2 separate regions of the Columba livia genome follow, and region 1 is linked to region 2. The links are chromatin contacts, called in public Hi-C maps. All regions are on one chromosome and are shown on one strand. Each heading gives the region's core, a stretch centred on a gene start, on an enhancer-like site or on the middle of the called end of the contact. The rest is flanking DNA. Distances are from core to core; before and after follow the strand shown. Region 1 overlaps ENTPD1 (ectonucleoside triphosphate diphosphohydrolase 1). Region 2 holds the start of CPN1 (carboxypeptidase N subunit 1).

What was found. A called contact is a pair of places that touch in the nucleus more often than the background predicts.
Region 1: a contact with region 2 is called in a Hi-C map of liver, with 4 times the contacts expected there. The contact joins the enhancer-like site here to the promoter of CPN1 in region 2. A contact is called at or near these places in 2 of 2 Hi-C or Micro-C datasets (crop and liver).

Annotation. Positions count from the first base shown.
Region 1 is chr6:15,886,067-15,890,125 of bColLiv1.pat.W.v2, reverse strand. All of the region lies in intron 1 of ENTPD1 (ectonucleoside triphosphate diphosphohydrolase 1), which reads left to right. The region is part of intron 1 of LOC102095212 (gamma-aminobutyric acid receptor subunit pi); the gene reads right to left. Among named protein-coding and RNA genes, the nearest start is that of ENTPD1, 13 kb to the left of the region's middle. Within about 2 kb of position 2,060, at least 3 of the 3 cell types and tissues checked have an H3K27ac peak away from gene starts, as active enhancers do.
Region 2 is chr6:15,836,893-15,840,743 of bColLiv1.pat.W.v2, reverse strand. CPN1 (carboxypeptidase N subunit 1) reads left to right here and starts at 1,820. Exons shown (of 9, transcript XM_005506979.3): 1 at 1,820-2,446. The coding sequence starts at 2,224.

The DNA of each region.
Region 1 (4,059 bases), core at 811-3,310, 49 kb before region 2:
ACTGCACCTTCTGGGCCATGATCTTTGTTGTGTTTATCTCTGCTGCGGAGCAGATAAGACCTATAGACACCCTGAATTAGGAGACTAAAAGAACAGGCAATCAAAGAACAGAATAACCTTGTAGGGTTTTTTTTTTTTTAAGCTTTTAAGAATCTTGAACCAGACAGCAGGAATATTTTTTACATAAACTGTCTCTGAACCTTAATGAATCTCATGTCTTTTAAATGTTTGTTTCAACAGTAATCTGTGTTCACCTGCTTAGTTGCTGCAAGCATGCAGCATCACAGTTAATGCGGTTGGTGTCCTATGTGGTGGCACTCAAAGAGGTGACTTGGCTGCCATTTGTTTCCAGTTTCCAATTCTAGCCTGAATGACCAGTATTATTTTACTATTGTGCTGGATTTTGGCTGAAGTCCCAAATTGCTCTTGAACTCAGATTTTTTGAATTGCAGTTGAGGGAGCAAAATCAGGACACAGTGAGAAGTGCCTGAGGGATGGTGTTTGGCTGGTTGGCATTACTATTTTGCATTACAGGATTTCTTTTGATGCTTATCTGCTCCTTGCTTTTTCTTTTTTTTTTTTTTGGTATAGTCACATTAACAGTTCCTCAGTGTGTAAGATGGGTTTATAGATTTCCTTTTTAAAATGCTAATTTAAAGAAGGACTCAAGGAAGATGATTTATTCAAGAGTTGCTTTGCTGATGGATTCACAAGGATGCTAAAGGTATAGAAGGCTACATGGAAAAATATACTGAAATGAAAGCAAAATGGTAAAAAAGGGATTGCGAGCAGAACTGGGTGAGCCTGGAGAGGTAATAGTTGTTACAAGTGAAGGGACCTGTCCTTTCCTCCGATAAAATAATGGTAGGGGTGAAGTTGCCTTTATTAAATCAGACTTAACAGATATATCATGAATAGCCATTTTCCATTAGGAAGAGGTAAAGAAAATCAACTGGAAGATTTTCAGTAGAATGCTCATTTATTGGGAGACTTATGCAGATGTGTGTTTAAATAAATAATTTTAATGTAAGTGCTGCATTCCTGCATTTTGCCATTCCTGGATCCCAGGAATTTCCAGACAGTCAGCTGGAAATAGTGTCAATCTGCAGAACTTAGTTTCACACCTGAGGGTGAAAAAAGATAAGGAAAAAAAGTGAAAAAATACAAAAAACAACAGCTGCAATTGTCTTCTGCAAATAGAGAATTAATTATTAGTGAGGATAAGAACAGTATTCTATAGTTTAAATGAGTGTGATTCTGTGATTTATTAGCAAATACTCTAAAAACTAAATACTGTAAAGGCTAGCTTTCTGCAGGTGACCAATACCATTTCATCAAAGCAGTTTTTAAATGAATTTTGTATAAGTCTTGCTGCATAAGAAATTGAGAGAAATGACACTTCTCACAAATGAATGCATCATGCAGTAGATCTTCAGCTTGTCGTAGCTGTCCATTGCTGCTGTCGTTATCATGTTTTGAAAGGTATGTATATTAAATATGCACAAAATGCTTGCAAGGTCTCAGTTACTGGCAGTCATTTAGAGCAGTGATGATAGACTACTGCATAAATTATGCAATACTTTGATCACTATACTGTAAATGCTGTCATCTTTAACTTACGGTCTTATATCTGTGAACAATTTAAAGCAATGTTCTTACTGTTTTTCTGAAGTAAAACAAGCTTTTATGCTTTAAATTAGTTTAGCAGCATTTCATTCAGAATTTATTACACAGAAAGGCACGTCAATTATAACAAATGGGAGATGCCGTAAATCCTTTTCAGATAAAAGAAACAGTTAACAACTAAGATGAAAAAGCCTTATGTAAAAAATATGAAAAGATAAATATTTGTATTAAAAGAAGAATTAATAGGAAGTGAGAAAGAGGAGTAGTTAAAAGGGAAAGAGCAACCAACAGAGGGAGGAAGGGAGTAAAGTGAAACATCAAAAAATGAAAGAAAAATGAATGCTGAGGCAGGAGCTGAAGGATGGCAATGGGAACTACATAAGAAAAGACTAACAGCTTGAGGTTGGCAGGGTTTGTGTTTGTACATGCTAATGTAGCCCCCATCAGTTATTCTAGGAGTTCTGTGAGTTTAAACAGGAGGCCGCTTTGGGAGAATGCGTTTTCCTATTTTGTACTGCTAGGCAGGCCTGTATCACAGTGGTAAGTAATGCTGTATTTCCTGGATTCCAGACTGTTCTTTAAAACAGAGTATTAAAGTAATAATAATAATAATGAAAAACAGTCAGGGCAAAAGAGAAGCAGAATAGACTGGGGCTAATCTGCCAGCACTCAGAGGAAAAAACATTTTTCCTGCCACAAAGAACCCTATTGTTCCTATGTTAAGTATTAATTTTGCCTGCATTTAAACTGAGCTGTCTTGAAGTCTGTTTTCTTACAATGGTAAAGCGTGTGCCAGTTACTGCAGCAGTGCACAGCAGCACAGCTCCAGGGAGGAGCTGACCCCTGCGTTTTCTGGGGCTGCTCAGTCTTTCTCTGTCTGCTTACACTGATTTTTGGTGGAGGAGAGCATGACCTGTCCTTTATGGCTAAGAAATCTGAGCACATGTTCAGCACATGAGAGCTGTTGTTACATGAAGGAAATGAGCCCATGAGAAATTTGAGCATTTTGGGAAATGTTGGATATTAATGACTGATATACACATACGTCCTTCTGGTAAAACTTATTAATGAATCTTCAGTGTATAAACTTTCATGTAGGCTTTGTCACTAAGAATTGAAACTCAAAATTTCATTTTCTCTGAGACGGGAAACTTTTCTGTGTGTTTTTCATAGCTAAAGAAACTTAGACAAGTATCACCATGGGGTGCATTTCCCTGATAGAACATCAACTCAGGGTGATTCTCTCTGCTGATATTAGAATAATTGCATGAAGCTGCTATTAATATAAGTAAGCTGTTATTAACAGATAATTGCTCACACAGTACTTTCAATTATTTCCTCCTACGGTCACACACAGTCGGTACCCAGTGAGGAGATGGAGTGGGGTTTGCTCCAGCAGACCAGCTTGGCATATTTGTAAGAGGAGAAACCAAGAGAGTGGAGGGGACTGTCAATATACTAATATGATTCAACAGAACCAAATGATGTGGATTTCTGATCCCATAGTGCTCTTGCTGAGACCATGTTTGTCTGTGATTACAGCCTGAGGACTTTAAGTTATGAGGAGTATACCGCAAACCTGGAGAAATTTCTATCATCTTCAGCTTGAGTTCAGACTGTTGCTTAGGATTTCTGCTCTTATATTGCAAAATAAATTTTAAACAGTGGATGGTTGTCTTGAAAGCAAGTGGAAAAACTCCATTTTCATTGAGTCAGGCTCAGTTTGTAAAGAGGTTATGCTTAAAGTTCCCGTACATGTTTGTATGTTTATGTAATTTCTTTAGTAATATGGAGTATAAATCTGAAAAAAAAAAAAGTTCCAGGGTAATATAGCTTAGATTAACAGCACTGTATTTTAGCCATAAGAGGATGAAACATCTGAAATCTCCAAAGTGTACTGACCTGTTATATTTTTACACTGTGTGGTATTGTTGCTTGGAAAAGTTTCTTGATGCTAAAAATAATCATTTCTACACTGTTTTCTATCTCCAAGGTTACAAAATCTTTTTAACCTAGGCATAATTAAGATTATACCTACAGAATATATTTTTAGCATGTTAGACTTTCTGCGATGCAATGTTGTTCCAGCAGGCATAGCTGAGTTTAGAGGAAGTCTGCTTCATGTGAGAATGAACAGCAGAAGATAAATCAGTCACTTCTATAGGCAGTTAATTTCTTTTGCAGCTTTTAGTGTTGGCCCTAAAATTTTGCTTGATGACCCACAGGTGTTAAAAGACCAGCTATCAATTTAGAGAAAGAAGCACCATGTAACCCTGAAATCAGAAATTTGAAATCTGAGTTAAGATGTTGGAAAGTTGACATTCCCTAACAGGTTTGAAACTAGAATTATTCCTTGAATTAAGTTTTCAGATTTTCTTGCTTTGAAGTCTTTTTAGTAGACTGAAAACCACAAAATGAATGTAACTGGTGTGC
Region 2 (3,851 bases), core at 571-3,070:
CGGGAAGGCAGCAGCCCTGGGAGCAGTGACGTAAAGGAGGCGAAGGCATTTGCCACTGCTGTGTGAGCTTCCAGCTCCACAGAATACCACCAGGCATGGTTTGCTGCGCATACCCGTGCTCACCGTGCCCCGCTAACGCCTCAGCTACTTTTCCTTGGTTTTCTGTAAGAGCTGGGAAAAGCTAGCATCTCCAGGACTGTTTCTTGTTACGTGATGAAAGATAGGTGCAATGACATCCTGCTCCTGAACATGTGTTGCTCTGAGACTGACTGACAAGTGGAGATGTGGTGGGATGGAGCTTAAGTGGGAGAAGGTATTAATGCTATCTTTATGTATGTAGAATATTATCTTTTTTTCTGGTCATGTCTTGAAGAGATATTTATTCAAAACTAAGACTTTTACAACCTGTTTTTTTTTGGTTTTTTGTTTTCTTTAAAGGGGCCATAATTGAGAGGAGGATGCTGTGCAGATGGGGCAGGAGACCAAGAATGCACAGGGACAAGGACAGAAAGGACTGGTATGGTGGGACTGGGCCAGAAGAAAGTTGGAAGTGGGAAAATCTGAGTAAGCCAGGCCAGGAGCAGACAGGCTGTGTGCTTTGCCCACCAGTCTGCACTGCTTGCATTAGAGGATATAAATAGTGGCTCCTTGGTTTAACCACTGCACTTCTTGGGAAACTGATGCAGAAAGGTGGTCAGTGACCCAAGTGGATGTGGAGGACAGGTAGGGCAGCGCTGGTGCTGGGCAGCACTGGTAAGAGGATGCTTTGCTGGGGGGAGAGGCAGCTAGAGCAAACCTTGTCACTGAGTTTAGAGCAATGTAGCATGGATCCACCTCAAGGCTGAAGGGAAGACAGATGTTTAGCATGGCACTGAGTAGCCTGAGAAGCCCATTGCTGATGACAGGAGGAGCTCCTTTCCAGGATGACATGGACAGAGCAGTGTGGCTCACGTTAGCAAAGGGAGACTTTCTCCTGACACATCCAGGTGTGATGGTAAATCTTCTGGCTGTTTGTAGTCACTTTTGGGCTCTGTGTCAGGGACGTTCTAATAAAGATCTCCATCAGAGCCACTAAGATGTGGACTTCTAGCCCCATGGGGTAAGGCTACAAAGCAAGGCTGCCTCCCACAGCTGCACCCATCCATGGGCAGAGCACAGGGACCTCGAGGTGGCCGCTGCCCACTGGGGCAAGGGTACGTATAATAAGAGAGAGGTGGAGAGGAACCAGCTTCCCCCAATGTCAGAAACAGTCTGCAATTCTGTTTATTAGCAGACAGTGGGGCACTTTCATCTGGCTTTAGGCTGTTGAGCTTTCTTCTGCTGCTCATTGCCTGATGCCTGTCAGAGACCATTATCTTGGTCACTTCCAGTGCAGAGCAGGGTGACACCTGAGCTCAGAGCAGCACTCTCCTTGCTGGTATGTGTTCAGTAAACAACCCCTCCATCAGACCCCACGTTGCCCTGTCCCCCCCTTGCGGTTTCCTAGCTGGGCTGCCTGGGCTGGCAGCTCCGGGGAGAGCGATGCGGTCTGCGCCTCTGTTTGTCTCGGGAGCAGCGGGACTGCCGGGCGAGCAGGGGCCGAGGCACAGGGCCTGGGAGACCCGCAAAGCCTGCGGTGATGTCTCTTTCTGTTTCCCCAGGAGATGGGGCAGGAGAGCAGGAGCAGTTCCGAGCTGGCGGCGGGGCCCCGGGAGGAGCGGCGGGAGCTGCCCGCGCTGGGCAAAGCTGCAGCAGCAGTGCGGTCACCGGGGCCGCCCCGGCACCGTTCCCACCCCCCACCCCGCTCGGCTCTTGCCCCACCGACGGGCTCGACGACGGGCATGCCCCCCGCCCACCGCCCCCTTCTCCTCTCCCCCGCCCCGCCGCTTGCCGTGCGCTTTGGCAGCCCCGACGCCCTCCGCAGCCAGTTTTCCAGCCCTGCGCTTCTTCTGCAGTGACAGCCAGTGGCTGCCGGGGCCTGTTTACTATCCGGTTAATAAGTGAGCTGGAGCAGGGGGAAACTTCCCCGACGGCGGAGAGGGTGTTCGCCGCGGCGGGCGGGAGGGCGGGCGGGGGGAGCGTTCCTGCGCTGCGGGGCCCCGGCGCGCCCCGCTCCCACCGCCCCCCGCCCGCAGGTGCCGGGGGCTGGCACTCGGAAACTGGAAAGAGCTGGTTGGAGTTTGCACTTTAAGCTCCCGGCTGGGAGGGAACCGGGGGCTTGGAGCTGGTTTGGGCGCCGGGAGGATGGCTCGGTGGTTGCGGCCCCTCGTGGGAGCCCTGATCCTGCTCGAGGGGGCGGCTGCTCTCAGCTTTCTCCACCATCGCTACGAGGAGATGGTGCAGGCCCTGTTCCGCGTGCAGAGCCAGTGCCCCTACGTCACCCGCATCTACAGCATCGGCCGCAGCGTCGAGGGCCGACACCTCTACGTGCTGGAGTTCAGCGACTACCCAGGCATCCACGAGCCCTGTAAGTATGGGGGGACAGGAATATGGTGGTTTGGAGAGGATAGAAGTCATTGCTGTGCTCCTGGCCACACAGCACCATTGGACACAGGGTGGTGGTTATATCCCTTCCTAGGTAGGACTCCCAGTGATGCCCTGGTGTCAGGCAGTGCTGGCTCTGGCAGGAACCCCATAGCCAGCCCAGGGACCGGCACCCAAAACACATGCGCATGTGCTTTGCTTTCATGAGCTGCAGCGTGGCCCAGGCTCGTACTTTGGACAGAGCTCTGACTTTTCAGCACAGGCAAACACGGGAACCCAGGCAAGTCCGTCCGAGCACCACACTTGCAATGCCACCTTCTCCTTCCCAAAACAGAATGGGGCAGGCAGGAGAAGGGAGCATGCACCCTCCACCCTTTGCTGCTGGATAGTGGCAGGAGGGAAGAGTTCAGCCCTTCCTCCTCCAGACCACAAAGCAAGGGGACAGCAAATGAGAAGCCCCAGCTGAGCAGACGCTGTGCAGCCCCTGTGACAAGCAGGTCTCAGCGATCTCCACCTGCTGCCACGTGGCCCTGTGGAGCCTTGGCAGCCACAGCCCCCTGAGCTGCTGCCTGTGCAGCGTGGAGACGCTGCCGAGCCAGACCTTGCTGGCAGCCAGGTGCCCTGTGGAGGGCTGAGGGAACCAGATGGCTCCCAGGCTGGGGGCATATGCACAGGGCTTCCTCACTTCCCCGTCTTGTGCCCCGGAGCCACAGAAGCAGACAGGGCTCTGCCTGCTTTTTGCAGGATCTTTTGCATTTTCAAATCCTGGCTCGCTCTGTGGTGTGGTTAAACACAGGGGCTGACAAGTACAAGCAGCCAAGTCACGTGCAAAAGTTCTGACAGCACTGCAGGGGTGAGCAGGACCTGTCCCTGCACCCCCCTCAGCAGAGCAGCCCCCCCACAACCGCACTGTACTCTCTGCTCCCCTCCTGAAGCCCAGAGTATTGCCTTCAGGGGTGCCAGGCACGGGATGGAAGGCTTCCCACCCTGACCTCCTCCATGCCAGCTCCATTTGGTACAGGGAAACTTGCATAGTCCTGAGGACACCTCGGGCACCTCCGCAGCACAAAGCAAGGAGTGAGCAAAAGGGCACAGGCAATGTGCCAGTGGATTTTATACCTGCAGAGCTTCAGGAGAGCAGCCGCAAGGGCCACAGGAGGTGACAGAGATCTCCTCTGCCCCAGGTGGGCAGCATGGACCTGTGACCCTGTTTGTACCATGGGCCACCTTCGGGCTGCCCTTTAAGCATGTAGCATGATGATTTCGAGAATCTGTGGACTCCCTTGAAGGCCGTGGAAAGTGACTCCAAAAAGCAAGCCTAGAGTTAATGAGCATATGTGCAGTAATTAGGGGTGTGTGGCTATGTGGGTAATGTTTAGGGGTCTGCA